Linked DNA regions of Gossypium hirsutum: region 2 is linked to region 1. A link is a contact called in public Hi-C data. All regions are on one chromosome and are shown on one strand. The core of a region is the stretch at or near the end of the contact, and the rest is flanking DNA. Distances in the headings are between cores, read along the strand shown. Region 1 holds the start of LOC107938542 (integrin-linked protein kinase 1). Region 2 holds the start of LOC107901837 (pterin-4-alpha-carbinolamine dehydratase 2, mitochondrial).

Region 1 (4,820 bases), core at 1,201-3,700:
ACATAGAAAGACAGGAAGAACATCTTGAGTTATTGAACTTACACTTTATCCTCATCGGTAAAAACTTCATCCCCAACCCTTTTCACAGCAACTTGTGTTCCACGCCATAATGCAATACAGAAGGTTCCCTGCAATTTAGTCATAGACATGACTTAGCTCAGCAGCAACTAAAGAAAAATTGAAGATGCAATAACACATGGTCATCAGGTCATGAGTTGAATGTACATATATATATTTAACACGAACGAAAAAACCTATGTTTTTAGAAGCACTTTGCTCATAGAAATGCATAACTGCCCTTATGTGTCTCTCTTCGGAACTGCATTGCATAGATAATGAAACTCTTTGCTCTGTGCAACAAAAAATTTTATATACCTTTTACTGGTCATCTACCAATTCTTTATTGTCAGCTCTAACCTCCCACCATAACTAGAAAAAACAAAATAACTTACATAGATACAACCGAGCCACTACTTCAAAAATTACTAGCATTCTCCACAAATGTTGATAAGCATTATATTAGGCCACATTTGGATGGATGGTGAAATTGGAAATAATAATTGAAGTCAAATTAGTTGTTGTAGGTGTATAATCTGGGTAATGTCAGAGTCAGAGTGAAACCAGAGGGATATCTATTTAGAGGAAAGGCAGTTGCGAGTGCTGAGGTGAAACTTAGTGAAAGAGAAAATAGTCATTAAAAATACTAATATATTTGTAATAGACTATTTTTTTTATAGATATTCCAACACTATTTAAATATAAATTCTCAAAATTTCTATTATCTACTTTTTTTTTATACAAAGCCTAAAACTATGCATAATCCCTCTCCAACCCTGAGGATAAGCACATTTGAACACACATCCTCCTATACTGGCAACAATACTGTTGCCAACTGAGCTAAGACTTGGTCAGCATTTCTATTATCTACTTATGTATTCACTTATAAAATAAATTTATTTATCATTTTAAATGAAAAAATAATTAAAAACCTTTAAATGAAACAAAATAGAAAATTAGAAATAGCCAAGTGTTGAAAATTTAAAGAACGAAAGCAAGGGTGAAAATGGCAAGGTGAGTGCGATTGGAGGGAATTCTCCACCAGACCCAAAAGGGTCCAGCTGTCCAGTGAAATTGCAGTATGTTAGAATGGTCTCCACCGTGCTGCCCTCGTAATCAGAACAACAATTCGGGGCGATGGAAGATCAATTACGCCGTACCGGGCGCCCAGTTAAACGTACACTGAGAAACAGGTCCAAACCAAAATTGTTCTCCTTATGAATGCAAATGTAACCACTATTAGCAAGTCCCCAGGACTTGATGAATTTCCCAATAAAAGTAGTCCTTGACATGACTATGATTTAAACAATTACGAAACCATGATCAGTTACATATAATAAAATAAGAGATTACCTTTGTAATGTTGATGCTGTTAGTAAAATCAAGTTCTTTTGGATCAATCTCATATTCTGGAACTTCACGCGCGTGATTTACATGCATTGGAGCCATCTAAGATTAAAATTCAACAAGCAACATAAATAGAAAAATCAGCAAAGGAAAAAGATTTCCAAATAGAAAATGCAAAAGGAACTTACAAAAGGCTTAGCTCCATGTTTCTCCAGAAGTTTAATCACATCATGATTCTTATAATATACAGCATCCGCCAAAGGCTATTTAACCAAAAATATATATATTAGAGAAAAAAAATAGAAAAAGAGCAAAACAGGAGGCAATTTTGGTTTTTTGCTTACAGTGCTTCCCCATCGATCTGTAGATTCGACGTCAGCGCCGCGCTGAAGGAGCAAGGAAACGACATCGGTCTGTCCTTGACAAGCTGCAATATGGAGAGCCGTCCGATCATCGATGTCGCGGAAATTAACATTGATCCCCGAGTCCAAGAGCTCGCGAATGCCGTCCAAATCACCTTCGTTGGCCAAGTACATCAACCTAACTCCTTCGTCTATCTCCTCTCCTTCCTCGTTCTCTTTCCCATCCGCTTCGCCTCTGTCTCTCTCCGGAGCCATCGACGATTGCTTCCCTAATGTAAACCTCACCGCCGCTTTGTTTTCCATCACTTAACAAGAACAAGAAAATCAAAGAAAAGATAGCTACTTCTCTTCGTAAATCCAAAATAAGTATGATCTTCAATTTGATTAACGCTTAATTAGAGAAGAATTAAACAGAACTAGGATCTGACGTGTAGATTTTTACAATGAAAGTAGATTGAGAGATTTTGGGGAGGTTTTATATAGAGTTCAAACCCAAAAAAAAAAAAGGAAAAGAAATGAAAGCTGAAGTTTCAGTATTGGTTAAGGTAACGTATTTTCCTAAGGGGCTGTGGTATCCACTCGCTGTAGATGCGTGAGAGTAATTTCGGCGACGTAGCGGAGGATAGGAGACAGTTGACTAACTTATGATGGGAAGTTAACGCGCTCCGTTAAGCGGAACAATAACAAAACGAAATGGGAAAACGACGACTTTATACTTTATTAGATATTTGCGGAAAGGGGTAAAGAAATCACCGCTAATTCATGATCAGACAGTTTTAGTGCAGATGAGCCGTGTGTAGGGGACCACATATTTTAACAAAAAAATAATTGCACTCGTACATCTCAAAACAAATGTCTCAATTGAATTTTTAAATGAAAATATTATTCCAATCAATAAAATAATTTATTTATTTACAAAAATTATCTAAGTCAAAAATTATATAAGTAAATGAAGCATTTTTCATCGTGATCATCAATGTCACTCGATTAGCCAATCATCAATTTTTTCTAAAAATATTTTTTTGAATGTTGTCACTACATTAGGCGACATCAATATATATTTTTTAAAATGTTTGTTAAAAATGTGGGTATACAAGGAAGGTGACATAAGGTTTTTTTTTAAAATATTTTTAGGTGTCATCATCATGTTAGATGACACCAACAATATTTTTAAAAAAATCATTGTAGAAAAAGTGGTTCAAAGTTTTGGTCATTGATTTAGAATATTTAAAGTCAGCTATTAGGAGATCAGAACCGTAGAAGTCAACGAGAAAGAGAAAATATCTTCTTTGATGTTGAAATCGGTATGAAAGACCACTATAAACGGCGGCATCGGTGGTTATTAAATACGACGACTAGAGTTTTCAATTGAGGAAAAAAAAAAGAGAAATAAAAAATATAAAAAAAAAAAAGACAACTTAGTACATAGAAAAAGAAGAGAAATTTGAATGGGAAAGGAAAATAGAGTATATGAGAAATAGAAAATCAAATATGGGAAAAGAAATATAATAACATATATTGAAAATAGAGATATGAAAGGGAATTTAATATTTTATGGAAAATACATATCTCTATTTTTTATATATGTTATTCTCTTTCCTTTCTCATATTTGATTCTTTATTTTCCATGTATGTTATTCTCTTTGTTTTCCAATATTTGATTTTCCATTTCCTATTTCTATTTTGCATATTTGTTATTCTCTTTTCTTCCCATATTTGATTCTCTATTTTTCATATATGTTAGTATCTTTCTTTTCTCATATTTGATTCTTGTTTTCCATAAAATATTCAATTCCTTTTTATATCTTTATTTTACATATTTGTTTTTCTTTTTCTTTTCCCTTTCCCAGATTTGTCTTTCTCTCTCTCATCCCTCTATATTTCTCTCATATCTCTTTCTTTCTCACTCTCATCTCATTGAAGATTATATTTTTTGAAATAATACTTCATCCACTGATGGTGGCATAAACAAGTCAAGAAAACAAGAACCACCTATGAAGCAAGCATCAGTCACGGGCTTCTCCTTTTATTATTTTTTTATTTTTTATTATTTCAATTGTTTCTTTTCAGCTATTTTTCTATTTCACTTTTTTTTAATTCTCACCGCCTGATAGACCAACAGTACTTATTAAAAAAATTCTCTCCTTGAATACTCGTATTTTTTACGAATATTTTGAAAAATATATACTAGAACCGCTTGACATAGTGGCAGCATCCAAAAAAATTATTTTTTAAAAAAAAACCGATAATTGGCTAATGATGAGGGGGCAGTGCCGCCCGTCGTTCACTGTAGAGAACGAATAATTTATGTACATAAATTTTAACTTGAATCATTTTCGTAAATAATTAATTTCTTTAGGTTAATTACCTAAAAAAGCCTCATATTTTTCATTACTCTACTGTGAGCTTTGGTTTTAAATGTTTATTTGTATTTCGTTTTATTCTTTTTTTCACACACGTATAAATTAAGAAACAGACGATATTTTAAGAAATCGATTGTAATGTTTTAAATTTTAAGCACTAGTTTAAAATTTGGCTCATAATTTGAATACATTTAGTGTAGTTAATCCAAAAAAGTTAGTTGAACCACGTGGAACACTTATTTTGGTGATCTGAATTAGGTGTGATCGAGTATACGGGACAATTGGTATGTGCTTAAACTATTCAGTTTAGCCGACGTTTGAAAAAGCCATCATCAAAAATGTAGATAAGGCAGAATTTAATGATGTTGGGAACAAATACAAGTGGGTGGGATATTGTATTTGTGTATATATAAAATATATTATGCTTGGATCCGCAAGTTGGAAATACATTTTTGTAAGGCAGAGTGGTATACTGTGAATTTTGGATGGTGTTCTGAATAAGTACTAAGTACGTGTTATACCTTACGTCATGGATTTTGTGAATTTTATAGTGTATCTTGTGAATCCGGTCGTGTATTTATAAAGAGCTGAACATATTTCTTTTTAATGAAATTAATTATATTGTAAACTTAGGTTAGTTCACAAATCCCAACTCGGAGAACTTTGGAAAGGGATAGTTCCACTGATACCA
Region 2 (4,832 bases), core at 489-2,988, 400 kb after region 1:
ATTCTAAGATGTTGATTTTGTATGAGATTCTTAGCTTCTTAATTCGGTAATAAATTTTAGATTTGTATTAATATAAATCCTTGAAGAAATTAAGATTTGGTCGTGTTTATAATATTGAATTTCTCAAATAATAATTAGAAATATTTAATATTTTTGTTTAGAAATTGTTGTTGCTAGTGTGAATTTCGTGTTTGTGTTAATCTTGTGTTTGACATATTGCATTCTTGTGACCTCAAAAAGCACTCGTGTGGTTTTTATTTTTGTGAAAACCTACTACTTTTTTAATACAATGCTTAAAATTACGTATAATCCTTCTCAACCCTTAAATACTAGTTATATGTTAGCTTCATAAAAAAAATAATGAATTCATTTTTGCATTCTCAATTTATTTTATATTTCATATAATTTGTCATAATTATTATATTTACTAAGTTAGCATTTGATAAACGAAAAAAAATTGAATAATGAAAAATTAAATACTGAACTTTTAGTATAGAAATTTATAAATATTAAATTTATATTATAAAATTGTTTGGTATATTAGTTAAAATTAAAACTACATATAATTATATTATTTGATAATAGTAAATATTGATTTTTGAAAATTATTTATTTCATATTTTTTAAAACATTGATAAGAAAAAAATAATTCAACAGTTTCAATACATTAGAAAGTATGATGGACAATTGTGAAAAGTTGCGAGTTATTGGAATTTATTTGATGTACTTTTTCTTTTAATTATTATTTTAATAAATTTGTAATGCTTTTACATTTAACTATATTATACATTGATTTATCAAGTATTAATATTATAAATTAATTTATATGATTTTGTTAAAGGTTTTAATATTTTTTAAAAGTTTGACCTATGTTCCAATTTTTTTGATACTGTACTTATTGCTTAATTAACTTGTGACATCAACTTAATAAAGCGTTTAATGTAAGGATAAATAGATAATGTCATATTTATTTTCAAAAAATAAAGTAACAAACGTTAAAAGGATACTGTAGTAAAATCCCACTAAATTGATGCTTAATTGACTTGTGATATTACTCAGTAAAGGACTAAAAATATAAATACAAATATATAGATAATTAAATTTTATTTATTAAATTCAATCTATTTTATTTGATGTATTTTTTAATTTTAAAATAATAATAAAATGCAATTTGATTACTTTTTCTTATTAATTTATCATCATTAGTTTTTAAAATGATTATGTTTTCCTAAAGGGGAGGGATCCATTCATATCGATGTAAAATTAAAGTAATTTTATATTATTTTGTATCATTTTATACGACTAATATTTTAACGATCTAACCGTTAAATTTATTGATATAATTGTACAAATCTCAAATTGATCCGATATCTCTATTACATCTATCTAAAATATTATATATATATATATTAATATTTATTGAATGATTAAAAGTTTTTTTTGCGTAAAATAAATAGTTATAAAATTTTAATTTACATCAAATCTGACATGCATAATTTATATGAATGAAATATAAAATATGATGGATGAATCATTAAAATATTAGTGGTACAAAGAGATACGAATTAATTTTACTTACACCGACATAAACTGATTTCTCTCATTTTTGCTAAAATATTTAAATTTGTTAGGTTTGATATAACCGCATTTAAAATAAATTTTATTAATTAAATATTTTCAAAAGAATTTTAAAGACTTACGAAGTCAAATGTTTTGAATTTAGGCACAGTACTCGCTTCACTTGAGTTAAAATATAATTTCAAATTATGCGAGTTGGTCCCTATTATTTTGAAAAAAAATATATTTAGCAGTATAAACTTGGGAAGGGGAGGCGAATGTATGTTGTAGATAGTACAAGGAGGGACCAAATAAAAAATTCGAGGACCCTTCTTTTTAATTTTTGGGGGTTTTTTTGGATTCTTAATGGGGGGTTCAAAATTAAAACGGAAGCATCGTCAAGATTGACAAATGATCGCACGAATGCTACGAACTCCGTTTCTCTCACTTTCTAAATTTCAGGTGCACTTACTCTTTCATACATTCCAATCTCTCTTTCTCTTTTTCATTTAATTTTTATTTCAGGTACCTCTTGTTTCACTTCCAGTCCTTCTTGGATCTCATGGACGGTAATTTTTATTCCTTTTAGTTAGAGATTGAATATTTATTGCTGCTTTTAAGCTTACATGTAGGTTCCCCCCCTTTTTTTTTTCTGGTTCATAAAAACTTAGTTCCTTGAAGTTAAATCTTAATCCAGAGTATCGGCTAATTTTTTTTTATTTTAAATAGTATCTAGCTGGATTTGATATTAGTTTCTATTGTAATGTTGGAATAATAGTAATGGGAATCGTAATTAAAGTCGTTTCAGTTTAATTTGTTAGAGAATTTTCTTGTATGAAGATGCATTTTGTATTTATATGCAGTTGCGGTACACAAGTGATTGAGAATAATCGTGATCCTACTGGGATTTCATCAAATAAGATTTCGGTTTATGGATTTAGAATGTTTTTCACCGCCACTGCTAAAGGTGCGTAGAGACTGATGACGGTAGACCATCATCATATGATGTTGATAGTATGAAGCAAAGCCGCGTTACTCTTGACCTGTTTCTGGTGTTTTTGATTTGTTATCATGGCAGTATACCATTTTGGCCAAGATTTAACACCTTCCCTTCTCACCCTTTATGGAAAAGGAAAACTGAATGCATTTTTAGTTTATTATATCCCCGAGAATGGATTGTTAGCATTTTGTTGAAACGTCAGTTAAAAGGGTTTTAGATTAGACTGCTTTTTAATTAGTCTTACATGGGAAGTGATGCAATCTTAGTTCAATGGTTAAATTTATTTCTTATGTCATCTTCTTTGATAATATGTGTATTCTATTCTTTCATGTTCTTTCTTATTGTAGAAATTAAAACCAATCTCTTTTGCAGCCTAAGGCTCTCTTGACTTCTCTCTTTATTATTCCATGCTGCATATTATTTATTTTCTTAGGACCAAAAGAATCCACTGCTCTTGCCTCGTCATATGATCTTGCACTTTTTTTTTTCTGAATATGTTGAGTTTAAAATATAGGATTGAACTTCATTAGCTGATGTTGAAGTGAATAAATTGCCTGGGGTTGGTCGCAGGGGTGAAGCCTGAAACTTGCTTTAGGAGGCCAAAGTGCAGTTTTACTATTATACTAATTTGTAATTTTTTGTAAATTTGAAAAGGTTAAATAGCAGATTTACCATTTTTAGGGGGGGCCAGGGCCACTGCCTGCCTCCCTTGTCTATGCCCCTGGTTGGTCGATTTCCTTAAAAAAGTTCATTTTTCTTGGAACCATCCTTGTTTTATGAGGTATTAGGAGATTAAACCTGTACATATGCTGTGATATGTAATTACTCTTTTCCTCACTTTTTGGTCTGTTTTTTTTTTCTGCGGATTGCAGTTGCAGCTGTGCTACGTATTGGCTTTCATTGTTGTCTAATGTTTTATGAGGAAATTAGATTTGATCATGATGGATACTTCTTATTGCCTCATCTGGTTGATTGGTTTTGTTAGATTTGTCAGCTAAGAAGTGCGTGCCATGCAACACAAAGGATCTACGGGCCATGACTGAAGAAACTGCAAGTAAACTAATTCCAAAGGTATTTTTCTAAATGTCTATTAATGTCTTATTATATAAACCAAAATTTTTTACTCTTTTAGTTTTGACCAGGTGGATGGTTGGAATTTGGCAAATGAAGGGGGTACATTGAAGCTAAAAAGGTCTTGGAAAGTTAAGAGTTTCACCAAAGGACTGGAGATGTTTCAGCTTATATCTGATATTGCTGAAGCAGAAGGTACATTGTGTTATGTTTTTTACTCAATACAGGTCTCTAATGAGAGGGAATGACTGTAATTGACTTGCTTGGTGATTTTGGTCATTGCTTGGATGAGTGAAAGTGTTCTCCCTAATGCAGGCCATCATCCAGATCTGCATCTGGTCGGATGGAACAATGTAACAGTTGAAATATGGACGCATGCTGTTGGTAATAATTTCTTGTCCTTGAAAAGACTAAATTTCTGTTCTTCATTTTTGCCTCTTTTTGGTCTTTTTCTGTACTAGTTCTGCATTTTTTACTTTTACATAATATTCTGGTGAGGATGCTTTGTATTTATTTATTTATTTGTTTGTTTGTTTGTTATACTTAATTTGCAAGTATGCCTAAGTTTGATTGATAATTTTTGTAATATTTACTGTTAAAGGAGTTATAGATAGAGCTGGCACCTTTTATCTATCTGTGCTGGAGCTAAAGCTTATGCTAAGAAAGCGAGAATAGGATCAGTTAATTCTTTAACTTGTAATGTTCAAACGTGAATGTTCCTTCTGGATAGGTGGACTTACGGAAAATGACTTCATACTTGCTGCCAAGATCAACACACTTGACCTGCACCATCTCCTTAGGAAGAAAGTTAGTGCTTGACGGGTATCCATGGACTGTTAAACTTACAAGTCGGAAACAACTATGTTCTTCTCCGTCTAAGTTATTTTTCTTTTTCAAAAGTTCTTGCTCAAGCTCTGCGACATTGTTGGTCAGTACTTTGTTGTATTAAAATTTTGACTTCTGTGTTTTGAGGATTCTACAAATATGGATAACTAGATATAAAATAATGAAGCACATGCAATTTGCTAATTCTAATACATATAAAGAAGTAATGAGTTGAATATTGTGAATTCAAAGGGTTGAGGAGTAAATATGTATGGTTATCGCATGCATTATTAGAGTGTTGCCTCCAAATGAGATGGTGGATATGTGAAATGCAGCTTGGTACTTTATTTAGAAGAAATTGATGGATGCTCGGTGCTCC

The links. Hi-C and Micro-C count contacts between places; a contact is called where the count stands out from the background.
Region 2: a Hi-C map of leaf shows a contact between it and region 1, with 1.7 times the contacts expected there. The contact joins the promoter of LOC107901837 here to the promoter of LOC107938542 in region 1. A contact is called at or near these places in 2 of 34 Hi-C or Micro-C datasets (both in leaf).

Annotation. Positions count from the first base shown.
Region 1 is chrD06:50,998,896-51,003,715 of Gossypium_hirsutum_v2.1, forward strand. It overlaps LOC107938542 (integrin-linked protein kinase 1), which reads right to left and starts at 2,451. Exons shown (of 12, transcript XM_016871733.2): 1 at 1,749-2,451; 2 at 1,593-1,667; 3 at 1,411-1,506; 4 at 43-128. The coding sequence starts at 2,069.
Region 2 is chrD06:51,399,347-51,404,178 of Gossypium_hirsutum_v2.1, forward strand. It overlaps LOC107901837 (pterin-4-alpha-carbinolamine dehydratase 2, mitochondrial), which reads left to right and starts at 1,739. Exons shown (of 7, transcript XM_016827996.2): 1 at 1,739-2,019; 2 at 2,083-2,126; 3 at 2,421-2,524; 4 at 3,543-3,628; 5 at 3,700-3,823; 6 at 3,944-4,012; 7 at 4,359-4,657. The coding sequence starts at 1,969. The coding sequence ends at 4,447.